Linked DNA regions of Mus musculus: all the other regions are linked to region 4. The links are chromatin contacts, called in public Hi-C, HiChIP or PLAC-seq and Micro-C maps. All regions are on one chromosome and are shown on one strand. Each heading gives the region's core, a stretch centred on a gene start, on an enhancer-like site or on the middle of the called end of the contact. The rest is flanking DNA. Distances are from core to core; before and after follow the strand shown. Region 1 overlaps Gm32210 (a long non-coding RNA gene). Region 2 overlaps Gm13986 (predicted gene 13986). Region 3 overlaps Gm13986 (predicted gene 13986). Region 4 overlaps 4930412B13Rik (RIKEN cDNA 4930412B13 gene). Region 5 holds the start of Thbs1 (thrombospondin 1). Region 6 overlaps Gm32210 (a long non-coding RNA gene). Region 7 has its middle 37 kb from the start of Gm32210.

The links. HiChIP or PLAC-seq counts read pairs in DNA pulled down with a chosen protein or histone mark. A called contact is a pair of places that touch in the nucleus more often than the background predicts.
Region 1: a contact with region 4 is called in a Hi-C map of embryonic fibroblasts, with 2.6 times the contacts expected there. The contact joins two enhancer-like sites. A contact is called at or near these places in 3 of 484 Hi-C or Micro-C datasets (embryonic fibroblasts and myocytes).
Region 2: a contact with region 4 is called in a Hi-C map of adipose-derived mesenchymal stem cells, with 2.0 times the contacts expected there. The contact joins two enhancer-like sites. A contact is called at or near these places in 5 of 39 promoter capture datasets (cranial neural crest, embryonic stem cells, frontonasal cranial neural crest and 1 more), 1 of 15 datasets of contacts at CTCF or cohesin (the NIH/3T3 cell line), 13 of 484 Hi-C or Micro-C datasets (the AtT-20 cell line, the C2C12 cell line, Sertoli cells and 8 more) and 2 of 115 datasets of contacts at active chromatin or transcription factors (extraembryonic endoderm stem cells and trophoblast stem cells).
Region 3: a contact with region 4 is called in a Hi-C map of adipose-derived mesenchymal stem cells, with 3 times the contacts expected there. The contact joins two enhancer-like sites. A contact is called at or near these places in 1 of 15 datasets of contacts at CTCF or cohesin (the NIH/3T3 cell line), 5 of 484 Hi-C or Micro-C datasets (adipose-derived mesenchymal stem cells, embryonic fibroblasts, nephron progenitors and 1 more) and 2 of 115 datasets of contacts at active chromatin or transcription factors (embryonic fibroblasts and pancreatic cancer cells).
Region 5: a contact with region 4 is called in a CTCF HiChIP or PLAC-seq map of the NIH/3T3 cell line, with 24 read pairs. The contact joins the promoter of Thbs1 here to the enhancer-like site in region 4. A contact is called at or near these places in 6 of 39 promoter capture datasets (cranial neural crest, embryonic stem cells, frontonasal cranial neural crest and 1 more), 1 of 15 datasets of contacts at CTCF or cohesin (the NIH/3T3 cell line), 25 of 484 Hi-C or Micro-C datasets (the AtT-20 cell line, the C2C12 cell line, the MC3T3-E1 cell line and 12 more), 17 of 115 datasets of contacts at active chromatin or transcription factors (bone marrow-derived macrophages, a colorectal cancer cell line, differentiating embryonic stem cells and 12 more) and 3 of 9 other capture datasets (adipose tissue, embryonic stem cells and liver).
Region 6: a contact with region 4 is called in a Micro-C map of muscle stem cells, with 5 times the contacts expected there. The contact joins two enhancer-like sites. A contact is called at or near these places in 5 of 484 Hi-C or Micro-C datasets (adipose-derived mesenchymal stem cells, embryonic fibroblasts, muscle stem cells and 1 more) and 2 of 115 datasets of contacts at active chromatin or transcription factors (embryonic fibroblasts and pancreatic cancer cells).
Region 7: a Hi-C map of embryonic fibroblasts shows a contact between it and region 4, with 4 times the contacts expected there. The contact joins two enhancer-like sites. A contact is called at or near these places in 5 of 484 Hi-C or Micro-C datasets (the Patski cell line, embryonic fibroblasts, muscle stem cells and 1 more) and 1 of 115 datasets of contacts at active chromatin or transcription factors (pancreatic cancer cells).

What each region holds. Positions count from the first base shown.
Region 1 is chr2:117,729,949-117,732,753 of GRCm38.p6, reverse strand. All of the region lies in intron 2 of Gm32210 (a long non-coding RNA gene), which reads right to left. Among named protein-coding and RNA genes, the nearest start is that of Gm32210, 26 kb to the right of the region's middle. Within about 2 kb of position 1,298, at least 38 of the 459 cell types and tissues checked have an H3K27ac peak or open chromatin away from gene starts, as enhancers often do. A contact at or near this core is called in embryonic fibroblasts and myocytes, where this site is marked.
Region 2 is chr2:118,090,138-118,092,940 of GRCm38.p6, reverse strand. The region is part of intron 2 of Gm13986 (predicted gene 13986); the gene reads left to right. Among named protein-coding and RNA genes, the nearest start is that of Gm25308, 14 kb to the right of the region's middle. Within about 2 kb of position 1,545, at least 8 of the 459 cell types and tissues checked have an H3K27ac peak or open chromatin away from gene starts, as enhancers often do. A contact at or near this core is called in adipose-derived mesenchymal stem cells, where this site is marked.
Region 3 is chr2:118,038,307-118,041,389 of GRCm38.p6, reverse strand. All of the region lies in intron 4 of Gm13986 (predicted gene 13986), which reads left to right. Among named protein-coding and RNA genes, the nearest start is that of Gm25308, 38 kb to the left of the region's middle. Within about 2 kb of position 1,764, at least 52 of the 459 cell types and tissues checked have an H3K27ac peak or open chromatin away from gene starts, as enhancers often do. A contact at or near this core is called in the NIH/3T3 cell line and adipose-derived mesenchymal stem cells, where this site is marked.
Region 4 is chr2:117,880,826-117,883,732 of GRCm38.p6, reverse strand. The region is part of intron 3 of 4930412B13Rik (RIKEN cDNA 4930412B13 gene); the gene reads right to left. The region is part of intron 8 of Gm13986 (predicted gene 13986); the gene reads left to right. Among named protein-coding and RNA genes, the nearest start is that of 4930412B13Rik, 60 kb to the right of the region's middle. Within about 2 kb of position 1,457, at least 38 of the 459 cell types and tissues checked have an H3K27ac peak or open chromatin away from gene starts, as enhancers often do. A contact at or near this core is called in the C2C12 cell line, the NIH/3T3 cell line, adipose-derived mesenchymal stem cells and 5 more, where this site is marked.
Region 5 is chr2:118,110,063-118,113,263 of GRCm38.p6, reverse strand. It overlaps Thbs1 (thrombospondin 1), which reads right to left and starts at 1,388. Exons shown (of 22, transcript NM_011580.4): 1 at 1,189-1,388; 2 at 555-649; 3 at 1-294. The coding sequence starts at 621. It overlaps Gm13986 (predicted gene 13986), which reads left to right and starts at 2,062. Exons shown (of 10, transcript NR_126479.1): 1 at 2,062-2,567.
Region 6 is chr2:117,747,769-117,750,942 of GRCm38.p6, reverse strand. The region is part of intron 2 of Gm32210 (a long non-coding RNA gene); the gene reads right to left. Among named protein-coding and RNA genes, the nearest start is that of Gm32210, 44 kb to the right of the region's middle. Within about 2 kb of position 1,857, at least 53 of the 459 cell types and tissues checked have an H3K27ac peak or open chromatin away from gene starts, as enhancers often do. A contact at or near this core is called in embryonic fibroblasts, muscle stem cells, myocytes and 1 more, where this site is marked.
Region 7 is chr2:117,666,806-117,669,824 of GRCm38.p6, reverse strand. No RefSeq gene overlaps it. Among named protein-coding and RNA genes, the nearest start is that of Gm32210, 37 kb to the left of the region's middle. Within about 2 kb of position 1,469, at least 38 of the 459 cell types and tissues checked have an H3K27ac peak or open chromatin away from gene starts, as enhancers often do. A contact at or near this core is called in embryonic fibroblasts, muscle stem cells, myocytes and 1 more, where this site is marked.

The DNA of each region.
Region 1 (2,805 bases), core at 49-2,548, 150 kb after region 4:
ACAGTAATAGTATGCCAGTCCTGAACACTCTCCAGCATGTTCTGAATGTACTCATACAAAGGGATAGAGGACATTTAGCAGAGAGTCTCATGACTAAGGTCAAAGGTGGGACATGTACAAGAAGGAGACACTTGGTGGCCTGTGTTACTTATGCAGAGATCCTGTGGGACTCCAATCCTGGCAGTGTAAGTGCATTGATAGTCATCATAACCTCAGCCTTAGTATCCGAAATAGACAGAGGCTTACTTTCTTGGGCTGGAAGAACAATTATCTGCCAAGTGGGAGATATACTTGCTCCTCCTTAATGGGTCATCACAGCAAATGTTGAGTAGCAATGACCTCATTCTATACCACTGTGTCCAATGTTTGATGTTAGAAGGGCTATAAAAGCTTTTTTCTAGATAGTTAAGTTGGATTGAACGATAAACAGTATGAAAGTTTCTGGTCTTCAAAGGCAAACTTATTTAAGTGAAATCTAGGCAAATAGCAGATCAAGTTAAGAGAAAATCATTTCTACTCGGTGAAGAGGTTATTTTTGTGGTGGCAGCCCCAGCAGAATCATTCACAGCACTCAGAAGTCATTATTGGAGCTCGCTTTTGGCAAGCCTGAAGCATTATGTGATCCAGAGAAATACTTTCTAATTATTAAAAACATGATATTGAAGGAACAAATGTTGTTGGCACCCACCAAGTGTATAATTGATTCAAAAGTCCAGTCCCAAAATAATTGTAACAAAACCATGTCTGTGAAACCTTCGCTGAGAATATGTGAGTGAGTGGGTACCACATTTTCTGCCCTTTAGTAGGATTTGGGAGTTAGATTACATGCTTTGTCTTTGGAACTAAAATGAAGAGCTGTTGCCCCAGGGAGACTGTAACTGAGGCCATGTGAAATAACTAAGACATTAAAATGGCAGACAAGCACTTGCTAGATTCATAAAATGTTTATTACATTGGCCTGTTGAATTCTCCTGACTGGAGAAAATGCTATCTCTCTTTAGAGAGATAGAAAATGAAATGGGCTGTGTGAAGTGAGGTGGAGGGGAGAAGAAAAAAGGAGAGGAAATGGCCAAAGCCAAGCAGAGCAGCTGTAATAGAGGAGGGTCAGGTAGGGATACAGAATGGCCTTGAATATGTGGATGGATGGATATATGGATGGAGGCACTGTTTTAAGCCACTCTGTTGTTAGACTGAAAGCAGTGAATTTGGAGAAGTAGCCAGACTGCTGTGCTTAGGGTCACACAACTGTTAGTATACTTCAGAGTTTGAGTTCCCAGGGTGTTGCCCAGTCATTCCTGTGGTTTGTCTCAACATGACAAGCGTTCTTGAGAAAGTTGTGGTCACAGTAGTTAGCCACTTGAATGACAAGACTGAAATAAGTGTCCATCTATTAAGGAGGGTATGTATTTTCAGAGCTTAAACAAGCCGCTAGATGGAGGATGCCTGGTGCTCAGAGTCATGGTACACAAATGTACTATTCAAGTTGGAATTGTGGAGCCTTGCTCTATTCTTTACCTTCTATTTGTCTCCTGATAGGACCAAAGACCTATTCAGTGCCTCTGGATTTCTTCCTGGACTTCCCCTGAAGCTTATCCAGGGGCAAGGGCAGAGTACTGCATATTCTGGCTCCTGGTCTTGCAATTTCAGTTTCTATGATGACCTTAGGATTTTTCTTCTTCTCCACTTCTTTGCAGATCATTCAATTCAGCTCACTTCCTTAGGACAAGTCATTGCTTGCTGACTGACTATGCATGTGCCTGGCCCTAGGATACAAAGATATCTGAAGTCTAATAAATCTCCAGTTCACTCTTCACCACATGAATATCTTCTTCAGAGTCTGAAAGTACCTGTCATTCAATAGCTGTGTGATGCTGAGGTTACTTCAGCCTTTTGTGCCTCACATCCTTCATCTGATGACTGAGATGAGGTTTACAGTAGTTAGTACATATGAGAGTATAGTGTAGATCCTATTTATAGTAAGCATCCAATAAGTATTACATATTTCTATTACTGTATTTAGCTTACTGCCTTCTAAGAAGGGCATATCTTCTATTAGATATTTTCCTTATTTCCAGTCTTCCATTTTATTCCCTACATGCATGTTTTCTTTCTTGTAAGTTCTGTCTGGTATCATAAAAGCTCAGTTGTAAAATTTTTACTCAGCTATAAGAAAGAATAAGATTTATGCTGTTTTCAGGCAAATGAATGGAACTGTAGATCATTGTGTTAAATGAAATAAGCCACACTCGGAATAATATAATATGCTTTTTCTATGATGTCATCCTAGATAAGAAAAGGGGCATGAAATTAAGCAAGATAGAAGGAAGACAGGGGTTAAAATAGCAGGTGACAAATATGATCAAAGTATGTTACATACATATATGAAAGTGCCTCTTATTCACTCTGATCCTGTGGGGAATTATTACAATGCTAAGGCTCATTTGCTGTTTGTCTCTAATAGTTTTATATTTTCAGGCAAGTGCTATATAAACTTTATGCATATGTATTAGATATTATAATGAGCGCTTTTAGAATGTCTGGGCTTATGTTACAATACTTTGGAGGGGTAGACTAGGATCAGATGTTTAAAGCCATTTTCAGCTACATAGTGAGTTTTCTGGCCTATATGAGAACATGTCCCCAAAACGAGTAAAAAACAAAACAAAATTCCACTATTATTTATTACAGGAAGAAATTGTTGAACTGGTTCATTCAGTAAGGGGCAGGATTGTGGCTCACCAAGGTTCAGCTATGCTAAATTAGATTCCCTGTTGATTCTTATATAAATTGAAAAGCAGGTTATGA
Region 2 (2,803 bases), core at 296-2,795, 210 kb before region 4:
TTTGGGGAAGGCTTTTGATTACCCTCTTAATATTCTTGTTTATTATCAGCCTAGTCAGATGGTGTCTTTCTTTAGAGCTGAGCTGTGGGTGGTTGTGTGGTTTTGAGAGTTGATCTCTTTTAGTTCATCTGGTTGGTTGATGAATGTTTGCTTCTGGTAGACCCTGTGGCCCCTGGCATTTCCAAATCATCTGTTGTAACATCTCCTCCTCAGTTAGACTTTTCTTTCTTTGGGCATCCCCTGTGTTTACTGCTTTATTTAACTACAGATTTGCTAGCTTTATATACTTTTTAAAAAACACTAGTCATACCTGTCATTGCTAAAACCTATGAAAACTTGCATATGACCACTGTTCCTTCTCAAGCTTATTATCTGTCCCCTTTATGTCCTCACTCTCAGGAAGGCCTTATGGTGGCTTCTTGTTTCCACCAGCTATTCAGGTCATCGTGGGTCTTAACTCCCTGATCACACAGAATCTCTTTTCTTCAAGGTATGGCTACTTGGGTAAATGGCCCCAGGACCCTTGAGGGGACTGAGGCAATGGTTACTGTACATACTTGGCTATGCAGAGCACCAGGCTGCTTCCTCAGTCAAAAGGAGGAATATATAAAACTTCATAGTTCTAGAAACTGGGCAAGGGATCACAACTTTCTCCTTTTTTTATTAAATTTTAAATTACTTCTTTTATTTTTGATTCTAAGTGAATGAGAATGAGGACACGGCTGCTCCTAGGGATGCTTGAGAAGGTTTTGATTGTAGAGATGAGGAAGAGCGCGTAGAGTCCAGAAGAATAATAGACTGGGTCAGGAGAAGGGGGATGGGGAGTGAGAGAGGAAGAGAAGAGAGAAGGGCAAGAAAGGGAACCAGGAGACAGGGAGGGAAATCAAGAGGAGACTGGACAAAAAGCCAAAAGAGGGCAAGGCCAAAATGGCTGTGTTATATGGGAAAGAGAAGCTGGAGGAAGCACAGCTGAGTTCTGAGGCTGGAGAGGTTTAGGGTAGGGAGTAGGGTTGGGGTAGAAGTGGAGAGAGGAGCCAGGACTCTGTAACAGATGCTCACAATGCTGGCAGATGCTAAGAAAACCTGGTGACCAGCATCCCCTTAGATATATTAATAGGCAGCTCAGTTAGCCATTTGTCCCGGGTTTCCTCAGGACCTAACGATAATGTAATTACATCTTGTCCCCCTTCTCTTTCCTGCCCTCAAACCCTCCTACATACACCTCCTAGCTCTCTCTAAAATTCATGACCTTTTTACATTGATTGCTATTACATGTTTGCTTGCACACAAGCTCTCTCTTGTGCACACACACACACACACACACACACACACACACACACACACACAAAACCTGGTCAGTCCATGTAAGATTGTTAATCCTTATGCTTTCAGGGCTGACCATTAGGTACTGGTAACACGTTAGTGTACTAGTCCCTGGGGAAGGCTTTCTCCCACTCAAAGCATTCCTTAGTTGCTTGTAGTCACTTGTGCAGGGTTGAGGCTTCCTGGACTTTTCCCTCCGCCCACATTGGCATGTCTGCTGTGTTGTCCTTGTTTAGCCCATGTTTAAGCAGTCATCTTATAAGAGTCTATGGGTGTAGTTTTTGACATTCCTAGAAGATGCCGTCTTGCAGTAAATTCGCTATTCGCTGTTCCTCTGGCTCCTACAAAAGTTGTTCTCCCCTACCATCCCACAGTGGTTGTAGAGCCTTTGTTGCAGTGTACCGTGGATGTAGCTGTTGGAACTGGGCTCTCTACAACTCTGCATTTTGATTGGCTGTGGTTTTCTGTAATAGTCTTCATTTCTTGAAAAGCAAAGTTTCCTTGATCAGGGGTGAGGACTACACTTGTATATGGATACAAAGACAGACAAATATTTGGAATGTAGTTAGGAGTTATGCTGCATGTGAAAGATCCATGACTTTGCTAGCCTGGGTGGTTAATAACTCCTTTATTTTCATGTCCAACCCACCCTGCTGTGGACCATCCCCAGGGGCGGACCATCCCTAGGGAGCATTCTGTTCTCTTCTTAACTACTCTCATAGCTGTAGTGGATACAGTGTCTTCTTGACTTCCCATAGAACATATTTGGCTGGTTACTTTTTGAAATTCCACTATATACCTGGATTTCATAACCCTTGACCCATCAGCTCTTTCCATTTTCCTTTCAGAAACCGTCACGGTACTCCCGGATTTTGTCTTATTGGATGTCGCTGCTGTCCCCTAGTTTCCCTGCATCCTTGCAGAATACTGGCAGTAGCTGCCTGTTGCTTACAGGTGATGGTACCTGTGCTGTAGGACAGGGCCCCGTGGCAGTTCCCCTCTTCTTCATTCATATTTTTAACACACTTTTCTTCATCTGGCCCACTGAGCCTCCAGTTCTGCTTTGTAGCCTACTGATATTTGCTGGCCCATGCTGCTTGGCACCTGAAGTCCTTTTAGGGTCTGGTTTCTTCTCACAGCCTACTTAGTGTGTACGTAAAGCGATTTTGCTCTAGGTCCTGAATGAGGTTGTCTTTTGGTTTGTTTGCTTGTTTTGGGTTTTTGTTTTGTTTTGTTTTTTTCCCACCAGTGACTCCTGTGTTGTCTTTGAAGAAATGGAAGGCATTACCATTGAACAGGGAGAGTGAAGACCAGATGGTTTTGGGATTTCAGACTCTTCTGAAGGGGCTCTAGTAGGTCCCAGCATGGCAAACAGAAGCCTGGGCTTTGCAAACATGGCTCTGGTAGGCCTGGCCTCCTCCTAGTCCCATTTCCTTGCTGAAAATCATTAGATTACATTCCTAGAATTTATTTATTGGTT
Region 3 (3,083 bases), core at 515-3,014, 160 kb before region 4:
AGATGTTCCTCTCCTTCCGGCTTTCACTTTTACATTTCTCAGCAAGCCAGGAAATATACCTGAAAGTGGGGAAAAAGAGACAGAAAATAAAGCCCCGTTTTGCTTGGAAAGCCCCCCCCCCAAGAACAACCATTTATATGAGCAGAGTTAAATTGATGTGAGATGCAGTGAACTTCCTTGTTAGAGACTCTTGTTAAATACTTTCAATTGTTCCTGCTGGAAGACACATTGTTTTCTTGGAAGTGTAAGCCAGGAAGATCTACCTGTCAGTCGGTGTCAATGGCAGGTGAGGAGCTTGCCTGATAGAAATTCTAGTGAAGGAGAATGATGAGGTGTCTCAGTGGGTAATGATGCTTGCCACCAAACTCGATGACCCAAGTGTGAGTCTCAAGGTCCACATGGCAGATTGTGAGAACTGATTCCTGCAGGTTGATCTCTGACTCTCATTCCTGAAATACAAGGGACACCCAACACATGGACAGCCTCATCCCCTTTCATTTTGTCGAAATAAAAAGTCATAGTGAAAAAAAAATACCAAGATAATCTAGTACTATTGTATCAAAACCTGTTAGAATTGAACTCCTGATTCTTATTATTTCTAATAATTATTGGTGTCCATGAATGTCTACCATAGTAGGATGTGCACAGGGGAAACTTGACCAGAGAGAGACCCTGCCCTGCAAGGTAGAAATTTGAACTGCACCATCTGTATCATCCCTTCCTGTCACAAGAGATCCTGACCTTAACTGAGATCAAAGACTGAGTGAAGATTTCTAAGATAAAGCCAGAAACACTGTGGTTTGGGTTAATAGAATGGTGGGAGACCAACAAGGGATCACTGAAGAGAAGTCCTTTAGTGAGTTTCCACAAAGAGTTTGCATTCTCCATCATCTCAGAATCACTGGGATTCTTGTGGAACTTGGCACGCCCCTCCTGAGGATCTTAACACCCACCGGTGACTTACCTCAGGGGGAAGTTTGGAATCGGCTCCTTGTGACAGCTCTATTACTCTTGTAGCTGAGAATGAAAGCCATTGAAATAACAACAGCTGAGACAAATATCTGCATAATCTGCAGAGAGTAATCAATATTTGTAAGGGAAGTAACTTGGCAAGAGTGTGAACGTTCCTTTTCTGAAGTGTGTTTAACCTTGCAGGACCTTTTCCCTAGATTCTTAACCACGGTTTAATGCATATTCTCGGGTCAGTCTTCTTGGAGGTATCTAAGTCCCTTTTATCCTCCTAGAGTTTTGGTGTAATGACAGGAGGCCTGATGAAGCAAGGCAAAGAAATGGCTGGTTCTGTTCCCTGGAGCCCTCTCCATTGTGGGCATGTACTGTCTGATTAGCTCACTGGAGGCGCAGCTGCGAGCAGGCCTCATCTGCATGCCCCAAGGCAGAGGAGAAGGCTTCCTGTGAACTTCAGAACACATGTTGGCGTGGAAGGGACTTCTCATTCATTTAGAATTCCTTTGCTCCCAAATAAATGGCTGTAAATGGAGAGGAAGGGATATGATGTGTGACTAATTTCCCAGGAGGACCTAAATATCTCCACTTTGACCCCAGTGTCTTGCCTCCCCCATGTCCCCACTGAAAGGCTCATAGCAGCTTTATTACAAGGTAGGTGTTTGTGAGCCAGCTCAGGATGGGGACTAAGCACACCGCCCAGCAGGGGCGTTCTTTCCATGATGCTCAGGCCGTAGGATCTCTGTGATCTAAGCGAACAGGCAGTATGCACTGGGTTGATTCAGCCAAGGAAGTAACTTAGTGTGGCCTTATAAGGCCGTGGTTCCGGCGGAAGCAAGACTGTCTCTCTTCCATCTGAAGGCAGGCCTCTGAGCATTCCCAGATGACATCTGTGCTTTTTCCATCACACAGTTGGCCTCCTTGGCTCCTTGCGCCGCTTTGGTTGTGCAATTGGGACTTGGCAGGTTCTTTGGGCTGTGGAATCTGTACATTTTCAGCTCTGACATCTCAAAAATAGTCACTGAATCATCTTTATCAGCGTGGTTTATCGTAAAGCAGAAACTTTCTCCTCCACATCTTTCTTTTTACTATCTAGAACTAGAAACGTGATGATTTATGACGTAAGGAGGTTGCACGGAAAGAGGGCTGTCTTCAGGACTGGAGTAGGCCAGGTTCTACTCCAGGCTGCCCTCTTTCCTGTTGCAGGAACTTGAGCTTTATTTAGGGCCTCAGTTTAATCTTCTGTCAGGTGTAGAAAATAGTTGCTGAGCTAATGGAGAGATTAGATCCAATGTAAGCTAAGTGCTAGATAAATGTCTGGGCTCAGTACATTTTGTGTGAAAGAAGGCGTGGTTGAGCAAGCAGTGGTGATGTTTACACTGTAGAAATGAGGCTGGTGATGTAAATTGTGAGGTAAATCATATAAGCAATCACTTTAGCCCTCCACAAATCATACATGCACACAGACACACCACTTCTGTACACATACATATGCACATAGACTTTGGAAACCTAGACTTTTCTTTTGATGAGTAACTTGCTTCTGAGGCCAAGATTACACGTCTGTGAGTTAGGCCTCAGCCCTCTGTGTTTGTAGCTGTCTGGGAATGTCTGTGCTGGGTTCTCCTGATAGCTGTAGAGAGCAACCTGAGGCTTTCTCTTTGCAGGCATCAGGGGTGAGCAGGTATAATCTGAAGTCCTCGCTTCTAACTTTCACTGATGGCTGAGGTCTGACGCTAGGAGTTGGTCAGTGTTCTAGCTTTTGACGTATGAGAGGGTTTTTTTCCTCAGTCTTGGAGAATTATCCTATCACGGCAGCATCTGTGTTGTTCCCAACAGGGTTTATGACTGACTTTCTTTGGCACAGTGAAATAAGCCACGATCCTTTCCTCCACAAAGTCTCCCTGACATGATATTGGCCATTAGCTTTCTAATACACTTAGTCAAAGAGTTAGTGTCTAATAATTATAAAATACAAACAAATCAACGTAATGAAACAAAACAAAAGGCTGCTTGAGACAAACTTGTAAATTTGCCTCTTAAATTCTTTAGTCAGTAGATTTTTGAACCTCTCTATTGCAGCACCAAGTGGGAAAGACATGAAGGTTTCCAAGTTTGTA
Region 4 (2,907 bases), core at 208-2,707:
CAAACAAAAACAAAGCTATGATTGAGCAATACCTTACATAGAGATTGGATTTACAAAGGGAAGGCTGTAGTTGACTTTCTCTCTTTATACTGGGGTTTCGGGCACTCATCTTTTATGAGTTCTCTGAAAACTGCTCAAATGTGTCCTTCATTGTGACCATGACTGTGTCCTTGCCATGCTCCGTGCTGACCCCTGAACCTTTCAGCATGCCAGCAAAGGTTGTTTCAAATTCTTCAAAAAAGCTTTGGGTTTTAGATGAATGGTTTTTAGTCATTAAATATGTGTCATTTCACAGTTGTTGCTAGTTTCTGAAGTCCCCAGGAACCTAAGTACTGGATCTGATGAGAGGGAGCTGCGGATGGGGGAGAGGAACCATTTTTAGGAAAGTTGAGTAGACACTGGTGAGCAAAACCCCCTCTTTAACTCAGAGCATGCCACCCCTAAATGTAATTCTTCTTCCTCAAATAAACAGTCTGTTGATTTGTAATTCATGCTTATGTATCCCAGTGATATGTCATGTATTAAATGATGGATCAGGCCAGAAAATACATTGGCTCAATAGTGGGTATCTTTTCTTCCTTGGGCTGGGTCAGACACCTGTCAACATGGCAGCTGGTGATGGGTTGACCACAAAGCCAGCTGCTCAGTTTCGCTTGGGAAATCCTCTTGTTTCATCAGTTTGGGGATGACCACAAACTGGAATTAAAAGTCTTGCTCACGGCTGGGACCTGAGCAGAATTCATGACACCCAATGTATATCATCCTGTCTATACACCTTTGGAGGGCAGTCACAGCCAATGAGCTGAAAAAGAAGGCATATGGATGTGTGTGTGTGTGTGTGTGTGTGTGTGTGTGTGTGTGAGAGAGAGAGACAGAGAGAGAGAGAGAGACAGAGAGAGAGAGAGAGAGAGTTAGTTTGTGCCTATGGTGTGTTTTACTGAAGTATTTAAAATTTCTTTACATAAATGAAATTGCAGTAAAATGTATAGATCTTACATTGTAAACTGTACATTTTGATTAAGATATAACATATGAACACAGATATTTCTCTATCCTAGATGGTTCTCACATAGTCAGTGTCACTGCATAAAGTCAGCCTCATTTTGACTTCCTTGCACCCTCATTAGCTTTGCTCATTTTTCTGTCACTGATGCTCACACAGCTGCCTGGTGTCTCACGATCCTCCCCATCTGACACGCATCTGTAGGGATCCACGCATGCTCTTGCTTGTTTCAGCATTTGATCCTCTTCTTTTTGTTGAGTCACATTGCATTGCAGAAAGATGCCATGGTTTGTTTGTCCATTTTCCTGAGAGACACCACAGTGCTTTTTGTTAGAGCTGCTCTGAATAAAGCCATAATGAGCATTCCTGGGCACAGTGCTTGGGGACATGTGTTTTCATTTCTCTGGGGGTGATCTCTGAGGAGAGGAATGGTAAGATCATGACTAACAGTTGTCGTTTTCATTTTAACCACACTAGGGGGTGTTGTGTGGTGTCTGTCTGAGCTTTGCCTCTGCACACCCCCGATGAGTAACAGTGTCAAGCATCTTTATGTCGTCTTTGGTGAAATAGCTAAGATGTTTGTCCCTTTACACTGGGTCTTTAAAACAGTCTTAATTTATCAGTGTTTTGATTATATACAAAATTACATGTACTTATGAAGTAAAATGACCATTTATTCATATAAAACTTGATAACAACAACTAACACAGGAGAATATTAACCAGAAATGTACGAGTATCAGCCTACTTTATTGCAGTTCTGTTTTCATATTTTAAAAGTATATATAATATATTAAATTGTTTTAAAATATGTGTTTAAAAATTACATATTACCCTACATGTATGTTAGTGTAGCGTGTGAATGCCTAGTAACTGCAGAAATCAGAAGTGGGCATCCAGTCCCCTGGAACTAGAGTGACAGCTGGTTGTAAGTTTCCATGTGGATGCTGGGAACCCAACCCATATCCTTTGCAACTGTCCTTAACCATCTCTCCAGGCCCATAGACACTCTTTATACAGCTTAAATGCATCCTTTGCCCAGCATATGCATTTTAATGCCTTAGTTTCAAGCCTTTTGCCTTCAGCTTTTATTCTTTTCCTTTCCCCTTCAGTAATTGCTCTGCAAACTCGTCCATATTCACTTGAACACAGTACTACTCCATGTGGAATGCAAGGGGCCCACCACAGCACACTGCCAGGTATCTTCCTTGTCGTTTTGACGGTTACTTTTGTATCATTTGCTACTGCACAGGTTACAGACCTCCAAAACCAAGGCTTTTGCTTTTACTTTTAATTTTTGCCTTAAATGCTTCCTCTCCTGGCTTGGCTTGATACAATCTAGAATCATCTGAGAGAAGACCATTCGTTGAAGAACTGCCTAGATAACGTTGGTGCCTGGGCATGCCTAGGAAGAGTTGGTTAATTGATGTCTGAGGGCCCAACCTACAGAATACAAAGAACTTCATTGGATCTGTAACCTTCTAGGATGGAGGGCTTCATGTCTAGGGGAGAGTCCACTGCTCTCTGTAAAGCCAGCCATCATTTATTGCTGGTTTGTCTGGTTCATTGAATTGTTTTCTGGGTATTTGCTTTCTTGAGATTTTTTGGAACTTATCAGCACATGTGATGTTTGGTTCTTCACCACTCCCTTCAATTTTCTTTCTGTCTTTCTCTGAGGCTCTGTGAGCATACATAATGATCGGGTGTGGCGTTCCCAGAGACTTCTTTCAATCATTTTTCTTTCAGCTCTGTCTTGGGTAATCCTCATGTTATTAAATTCAACAACAGGGCTCACAGGTTTTTTGTTTGTTTGTTTGGTTTTTTGTTTTGTTGCTAATGTTTCTGTTACTGTTGTTTTGACTAATTGCTCAGAGTCTGTCTGCACGGCTGGTGTCCCTGTGATAT
Region 5 (3,201 bases), core at 139-2,638, 230 kb before region 4:
AGACCACACTGAAGATCTGGCCAGTGTTGTCTTTCCGTTCCACAGCCAGGAGTGTGCCCCGGGTCTTCTTCATCTGCCTCAAGGAAGCCAGGAAGATGAAGCCTTTGTCGGCCCACACAGCGTCCAGTAGGTCTTGGAACTTGTCATCCGGCACAGCGGGGATCAGGTTGGCATTCTCAATGCGGAAGGCGGGGCTGGATAGATCTTGGCCCTTCACCAGTCGGCGACCGGGGCCCCTTCGTGCACCTCCAATGAGTTCAAAGATGTCAAACACACCGTTATCTCCCCCAGACTCTGTAAGGAGAGAGAAGACAATCGGCTTTCTAGGCTAGGTATAAGGGGGTAAAGTTCTGGCTGTGAGGAGCCAAGGTGGGAACTCGTGACAATAATGGCAATTATGGAAAGCTGAGCGAGGGAAGCTGCATCCTTATCAGGAGATAAGGACTCCAAGGAAACACAGGAGCTATCGAGAGAGAGAGAGAGAGAGAGAGAGAGAGAGAGAGAGAGAGAGAGAGAGGAGAAGGGGGAGGAAAATGAATATATCACAAACTCACCTGGAATGCGGTTGCTTCCACACATATGCAACAGGAACAGGACACCTAGTCCCCGCAGGAGCTCCATGGTGGAGCCTTTGTGCCCAACACGGAGCCTGTAGCAAGAAGCACAGGAGGCCAGAGTCAGAGACCAGGAAGCAAGGTGGAAGGGCAGAGGTGTGTGTGTGTGTGTGTGTGTGTGTGTGTGTGTGTGTGTGTGTGTGTTTCTTCTTTTGCCCCATATGTGCTGAAAAAGAAGGGTTTACTTTCCAAACGGTATCCAGTATAAAAAGAGCGCCAGAGGCAGGGGGATTGTTGGAGTTCCAGGATAAAGGGTATAAAGTGACTTGGGTCCGTCCCCTCCCCCCCGCCCCTTTAGACAAGATTACAGAATGTATTTTGGATGGCGACAGTCAGGGGTAACCTGGAGACTACTGGGGAGAAAATCTTGGGGTGTCTTGGAGGTATAGTTTGTGAACCCGAAGGCTGAAGAGAACCAGCTCCGGAAAGTTCTTTCCAGGGGATAGACGGGGCAGGATAAAGGAGTTAGGAAAACCAGAAGGGGAAGAGTAGGAGATGAGGAGTAGCGCTGATCATCTGCAGCCTGGGGCTTTGAGGTGGCCGGCCAGGTGCTCCGCAGAGGCGGGAGGTTTACCTGTGTGCACCGGGGCTCAGTAACCCGGAGAGGTGGCAAAGGTGAAGTGAAGGACAAGGACGCTGAGTCCGGTGAAGACGCTGAGACTGCCGGTGCGCCGGGAGAGACCGTGGCAGAACTGGATAGCAGCTTCGCGATTGCCTGCAGAAGTCCGATGAGGCTGGCTGACTCCAGGCAGTGGCTGGCTTGACTGAGGAGCCCAGGACCTTTTAAAGAGGCAGGAAGCAGGGAGGGGGGAGGGTTCTCGGGGGCGGGGGCGGGGGACGGGGACGGACGGGTTCATTTCTCCGCCCCCTGCTGCTTGGCGCACAGCTCTCGGGCTGAAAGTGAAGGGGGAGACTCCGATCCCGCACAGGAGCCCTGGAACTTGTCAGAAAAATAGGTCTCCGCCCACGCAGCCTTGGCGTACTCAGCCTTTAGCGCTTAGGATCTTGCGCCATGTGAACTGGAGACGTTCTGCATGAGAGTCCCCAGACGCGATGCTTCTTTGGGGACCACCTAAGACCCTTTAGGGAGGCTTTCATTAAAGCACATCTCCTTGAATAATTCCATGACAGAGACGCTTGGGGATCGAGACAGTCTGGTTTAAAAATAAAAGAGGGCAAAAGGTTGGACCCCTTAAAGGAAGCTGCCTCCTGAGTCAATCCTGGTGGGTGGGGGATCCCATGTCATCTATACTTTGCGCTTCACTCCTGTCCCGCACGCCTGCCTTCCGTCTGACTCACTAAGGGTGTCAGCACGGTGTTGCACAGGGCCAGCAGGACCGTGCACGGAGGTCGCCTTCCGACTCACTGTCCAAGTCGAGAGTTTTTTCCCCAGTTCTACTTTGCTTCCTCAGATGGCCGCTTGGGGGCGGTATATGTATTCTGATTTAGGGGATCCTTTCGGAGAGTTTTTAGCGGCATTTTAAGGAAGCGAATTTATATCCCGCTCCCTCAAGGCAAAATTGAAATTGTGTCTTGAAAAACAATTTTGTGCCCACTCGTGTTTCTTAACGTGACTCCCGATAGGAGAATTTGCTGAACCATCTGGCTCCAGGATCTTACACTATTTACAGAACGGACCCGTAGAGTTATAAATTACTCTCTACCTATTATTTTATTTCCCATCTTTCTCCCTAAACAGTTTTTTTTTCATTTTTTCGGCTCCCAAAACCGAGGTGTGGTTTACATTTCTGTGGGTATACACTTTTCCATCAGTAGACTGCTGCCTGATCCTTTGTCTCTGAAGTCTGGTCTCAATGCCATCGGTCCGGAGCCAAGATGACTCCAGCTGCCTGGAATTCCATTCATCTCTTTGGGAAGGGACGTCAGCGGCGGCGATGCTTCTCCAGCTGTGGCCCTGCGTGAGCAGGCTTGGCTCTGAGTCCAGGGATCCAGGTAAAAGCATCACCAAATAAGGATCTTGGCAGAATCAGGGCGGGGCCGGCTGAGGGACAGCTGGGGCTCCCTCCCCTTATCAGTTACACCTGGCTGGACTCCCAAACCTTGGAAACACCCAGGACTTTATGCTCATCACACAGCAATTTCACTTTCCTTGTGTGGGAGGGAGTGTTCGGTGACAAGGTGTGTGAGTGTGCGTGGTATGTGTGCGTACACGCAAGGAGGGGCTTACAGAGTGTTTCCTAGTTACTCCGGGTACACAGCTACACAGCCAGTGCCTCTTGTAGATAAGTACGTTCCCAAGATGTGTTTGTTTATTAGACTTCAGATACTCAGAGCCAGCAGTAAAAGTTTCTACTGGTTGATTAGTCAAGTTAGATTCCTGCCCTTGAAGTCACAGGCCCTGACTCAGCCACTGAATCTGAAGATTCGGGATCATCAGGCAGGCTTGCTCTTCGCTTCCAGTTCCTTCCGCAGGTCCTCTTTGCTTTGTGGAAGGCGATTGCTTTAAATATCCTGCTCAGCACTAATTCTTCCTGCAGGAACCTTTGGGACTGCCCTGGGAGGGCTGGTCTTGAGACCCTCTTTCCTCATGAGTTTTGTACCACAGAGGTGAATGTCAGCGGCCCAC
Region 6 (3,174 bases), core at 608-3,107, 130 kb after region 4:
TGGCTAGAGAGATAGTTTTATCAGTAAAGGTCTTGCTTTGCAAACCTCAATACCTGAGTTTAATCCCCACCCTTGAATGGACTTGTAATCCCAGCTTTGGGAAAGTAAAGACAGTCTGATCCCTGGGGCTCACTGGGTAGACAACCTCACATTATCATCAAGTTCCAGGCCAGTGAGAGACTCTGCTTCAAAAACAAAACAAAACAAAACAAAACAAAACAAAACAAAACAAAACAAAACAAGACAAGACAAACAAACAAAACAGAACAAAACAAAAAACGAAACCATGGTGATTGGCTCCTGAGGAAAACATCTGGCTCTACTATGAGAAAACTTTCCATTGGTAGCCTGTCTAGACAATGATTTGAGATCTTCGACCTTGGCTTTTTCTAATTTAGATTTCTCCCTTTGATCCTCCAAGGTCATAGTGCTCAATTTTCGTCAATTCCAATAGTGTTTTTTTTTTTTAATTTGAACACAAGAATTTGAATTTTTAATTTTTAATTATTTTTATTAGATATTTTCTTCATTTACATTTCAAATGCTAACCCCAAAGCCCCCTATGCCCTGCCCTCCCTGCCCTGCTAATTCCATTAGTTAAAATTTAATTGTATTTTTCTTCATGTGTGACCTCAAGGAAGATGTCTATTTTAGCAGATACAAAAATCACTTAAACAATTGTCAACTCTTCCCACATATTAAACATGCTGGTTCCCTTAGGAGGACATACAGCTCTCTCTAGGTCAAGATCCAAGGTGCCCAGTGATACATGGTTCTGTCATTCTTCATGTTTGAACTGTAGGATCAGAAACTCATCCCCAAGAGGACTTAAAAGTACAAACACACACACACACACACACACACACACACACACACACACACACACACGAGGAGGGTAGACATCGAATGAGAAGCTATATGAAAGGAAATATGATTGAAAGTCTTGAGAACATTTTTAACAAGAAGCCCTGGGAAAAGAAAACATAGACCAAGAATGGGAAATGAAGACACATTCCAGTAACACAGAAAATGAAAATTTTTAAATCCATTTAAGGAACATTTTAATTGATTCAATATACCCAAGACAATATCATTATTACATGGATTGTATTATATGGATATAACATGGATCCATGTATTAACATGATACATGGATCATATTATATGTGTGAGTGATGTAGAAGGAAAGAGACAAACAGAGGCTAGTAGAATGGGCTGCTTAATCAATATGGAAAAGATGATTGAAAAAGTTAGGAATGAAGCAACCAAAGAATAAAATAGATCTAAAACATACGTACATATATGTGTGAAAGTGAATCATGAAAATAAGTTGCTGCTTCCAAAGCTTTATATGTTAGAGGTCAATTCAGGAGAACTTGATGTTCAGTATGCATCCCTCCTTCCCCAGGGCATAAGTGTAGACTGAGTTAAACAACCTATATATAGAAAAGGCTAGTGTCCCCAGGAGATGATGAAGGTTTCACTCACGACCTACATTCCAGGAAGCCCGTAACCACAGTTCTTTAAGGATGAATGCCATAACTATATATGGACCTCCACAGAAAAAGAAAGAGAATCTTTCTGGAGTTCCGACAAATGCTATATAGGAGCCCAGTCACTCTTCTAGCCAACTCAAGAGTCAGAGGAAAGGGTCTTTGGATGTGGATGAAGACTCCGCAGACCAGAGGAAACAGATGTCTTGCTTGGTTTCCTTTTCTGTGGATAAGAACCAGTGTTCTGGGTGACCATTCCTGTGCCCCAGAGGGGACTTTTTCTGATGTGAACTCCACTATCACCCTGTTTGCACTTGGTGACTCACAATCGAACTGGCATTCTCAAGGCATTTGCTTTATCACCGTTAAGAGACCAGGGCCACGGTCATGTCAGTCTGACTCAGTCCTCCTGGAGTGTCTCCAATGTCAGCCATTCCCAAGGCAGGCTGCCATCTCAACACTTCTGTGCCCATGGAGACAACTGACAGTAAAAAGTCACTTGAATTTGAACAGCAATTGCTTTGATTGGGTTTTATCTCCACAAACCTCTCAGTTCAGGAGAATATAGAAAGCCACTACCACAGCAACAATTAATGTGATCTGGGTTATTACATGATCACAGTTATTATCATATATAATTATTGTTACCACCCAGAGAAAGCAGCCAACACCACTGGAGATCAAGCACTCTCCTGGAATTTTAGTATCTGATTTGGAAATATTTTATGTTAGTTGGTAAAAGGCAAGGGGACTCCAGAAATGTCTATATATAGTACTACCAAAAATGAATGTGGAGAAGATCTGGGTGTCTTATTCAACTTTCCTCCTGGCATCTCATACACCCAAGGCAGATGCAAAGTGGAGAGGAGTTTCAAAACAAGCTCAAGCTAGAGATCGTTTCTTCTATTGTTCCTCCTCAGCTGCTTTGAGTTTGGGGCAATTTTCAAGTGGTACATCTATCTAAAGGGGAGTCTGAAGCATTAGCACTGGATGGATGGAGCATCCCAGTGGCACTTGTACTAACCTCAGGACATTATGAAGCCTTTGCTAAAGGAATTGGTTATTCTATTTTTTAACATTTTAGAGAAACTGTAGACACATTAACAATAGTAAGAAATAATACAAAGAACTCCTTAGTGAATTTTATACAATTTCCTACAGTAGTGACAACCAGATGAAGTTATCTGCACAAAGCTATGAGGAGAGAGATGTGGATATAACTTAGTGACTTACATTCAGCTGTCCTGATTTCTGTTGCTTGCTTGTTCTCACTTGTGTTTGTATATAGCACTGTGCAATTCTGTCACCCATACAGATTTGTTTGTCTACCACCATAACAAAGACACAAAACCATGCCATCACAGGGATGCATCCCACTGAGGAGGAATAGATGTATTTGAGACACTAGAGAACATAGTGAGAAAAAGAGAAAAAGCCGACATTTTGACCTTATAAACTGCTCATGGTTTAGCGTTCATAGATGTATAATTAAATAGTTGATTTTTTTCCTCTTTAATTTACTTGACAAACATTTGGGGAAGATTGTATTAGACATTAACAAATAGTTGTTAAAGCAAATGAAATTTCAATAACGAAGTATAAGGGACCAACTGCATTTTAATGAATACTATAATGGAAAATATACACAAAGTAGTAGAAGAACCATATTTAATCACTAGTG
Region 7 (3,019 bases), core at 220-2,719, 210 kb after region 4:
GCATGTGTGCATATGTGCATGTGTGTATGTCTATGTGTGTGGGAGTGTGCATGTGTGTTAAATTCCTTTGTCAATGAACCAGAGAGAAGTCTCATATCCTTTATTGGAGTCTATGAAACTGTGGGAATGTAGCTTGTGAGTTTGAAAGTAGTCTACTGTCTCTGACTTCCTACTGCTTTCTAATTGAAGATCAGAGTCAACAGTGCCTACTAGAAATTGCCTCTCAGATTCACTTTCCCCATAACTGTCCTTTATCCATTGCTCCTCCACTTTTGCATGCCCTTGTTGGCCAACAGTCTATAGATAGAGAAAATGGATTTGTCAATGTTTTCACACCAGCGGCTACCAACTGTTCCCAGAGAACTGTAACTGACTTCATTTGGCCCACAGTCTTCTGAATCTATCTGTATTTACAGGTAAACCTATGTTCAAATTATAAAGAGTATATTTCAATAAGTCATGTACATAATCATAAAATCTTCATAAATATGTTTTCTTTCAAACAACTTATTAAACTTATTGGTGACAATTAATTAATTCTATACTTAGATTCATGAATGTCTCCACATGCCTTCAATTTTCTTTCCCTTCTCTATTCTTCCATACCCACTATAGCACAGATCTAGAACAAAGACAATTGAAGCATCCCTAAATTGGAAGGCAGGAAGATAATAAAAATATCTAAAGTTTAAAGGAAAGTACATTTGGTGGAATGGTCATTAGAAAATTCTAATGTTCAGCAAGTCAGTTTTAGACGCAAGGCTCAACAGTCTCTTTTCTCACCCCTGCCCTGGCCTTGTTGATGTTGAAGTGTCTTTCTCCCATTTCTGCTCCTGTCTGTCTCTCTGATGAGTTCTTGGGGAAGAGACACCACTTCATGTGCTTCTGTATGGCTCATTGTACAGATTGGCTGCTTATAGCATCTAACTGTCCCCAAAGGAGAAGCTAGCTGAGTTCTTCTAGGAAGAAATGCAATATCTTACAACGTAATAGTATAAGATGGAAACCTTCCCAATTCTGATGCAGTATTCCTAAAAGCTCAATTCCCTCTACTAGGAAAAAATCTCATATAAATTTCAACTATTTGATTTGATCTTCTTGTTTACTAATTTCTGAAACTACTAAAAATACATCTCATTTAAACCAATCAAAATAAAGGTTCCTGTAAATATCACAGTGCTATTTAGGTCTTATGGAAATGGAGCTCCAGTCTTCGTTGACCCATTTTCCTGTGCTTAAGAACATCTTCCAATCATGCGCTCCTCTAGCTTAGTTGTTTATTAGTGATTTTAATGCCTTTGTTTAATTTTAATAATAATTTCTAAGGGATGATTCCTCATCCAAGTCCCAAGTTCTCATACTGATGTCTGCTCTTTTTATCTTTTCTGAGAGGGAAAAGAGACCAAGAGCTGACACACCAAAGCCTGGCAACCACAAAAGGGCTGGTCTGGCTACTGCAAGCCAGTGAGTCACTGTGAAGAGATCCCTGGGGCCCAAACTTACTGGCCAGCTAGCTCAGGCAAAGAACCTCAGTCTAGCTAGCTAGTGGGAACAACTAACCAGGCTGCAGTAGATTGATTTCAGTGGTTTCCTTATTTTCTCCTAGAGCTACCCTTTGACAGGATGCTAATATTTTATAAGCCTAAAGTCTATGATTTTTATTAGATGGATACCATTTTTCCCAGCATGGATTAAGACAAGTCTACAGGAAATTCGGAGCGCTCTCAACTGATTGTGTAAGCCTTGTTGTGCTTGGTTTATGATCCAGGCCGGCAAGATTAATAAGTGTCAGTTAAATCTGTCTCCTCCTTAATTTATCTTGTTTATCACCCCCATGAGCATATACTCTTTTCTAGGTTCACTGGTCAGGTATTTTTGTCCTTGTTGTTATTGACAAGCTTGAGTCGTCTGAGACAGGAAACCCAACAAAGAAAATGTCCTCATCAGATCGGCCTGAGGGGCATTCTCTGAATTGTTGATTAATGAGGAGGTGCCCATCTCACTGTGGACAATGCCATCCCCCCTAGGTGGTGGTCCTGGGTGTATAAGAAAGCAACCTGAGCAAGCTGGGAGGAGCAAGTCAGCCAGTGGCATTTTTCCATAGCTTTGGCTTCCGTTTCCTGCCTCCAGGTTCCCTCCTGTCCCAACTTCCTGCCCTGGCTATCTTTCACGATAAACTAAAAAGTGTGAGATGAAATAAACCTGTTCTTCACCAAGCTGCTTTTAGTCATGATGCTTACCTCAACAACAGGTAGCCAACTCTAAGACTTTAGGTATGGGTCCTAGTTCCTGTTTCTAGAAACAGTCTGATTATCTCGTCATTGCTTTATATAGATAGTATTCTTTGAGTAAAATAACAGTTGAAGCTGTGAGAAAGCTTTAGGCTCTAGGAAGGAATAAAAAAAATCAGTTTATTCCTCTAAAAGTTAAAAAAAAAATCTCCCTTTTTTTCCTGATTGGATTTTGACTCCATGACTCCATGAGCAAGAGTTATTGAAGTATGGTGGGTGAAACAGCCCCTTTGTTTCTAGGTAGGCAAAGATTTTTGAGCTTCTGTAGGAAGAGGAGCGAACTCTTAAATCCCAGTAGGTGTCTGAGCAGGTGTCTCTCCACAGCAACCCCTGAAGGAACTCAGCTTTTCTTGTTCCTTTCTGCATATAGAGACACTCTGCTTCTCTAACATCTTTGGTCAGCTTGGTAGCAATAGAGTTGCCCAAAGTCCGATTACACTTCGAGGCCAATTCAGCCTCCTCTGGTGGACATTTCAGAGCCACTGACCTTGTTTTCTTACTGAAAGTGAAGTCTAAAACTCTGAGTCAAACCAATTCCTGGGAGTGTTTTTCTGAAGCAGCCTCTTGGAGCATCTCTTACACCTGCACAGCATTGCCTTACCCAGTGCTAAGAATAGGAAGCCAAGCTCCACATGAACACTGGGCAGAGAAAGAAGGCAGGGGAAACAGAAAGGCCCTGGTGCTATGTCTTAATGCCAGGGCACACAGGGTGCCCTGAGGCATCCAAG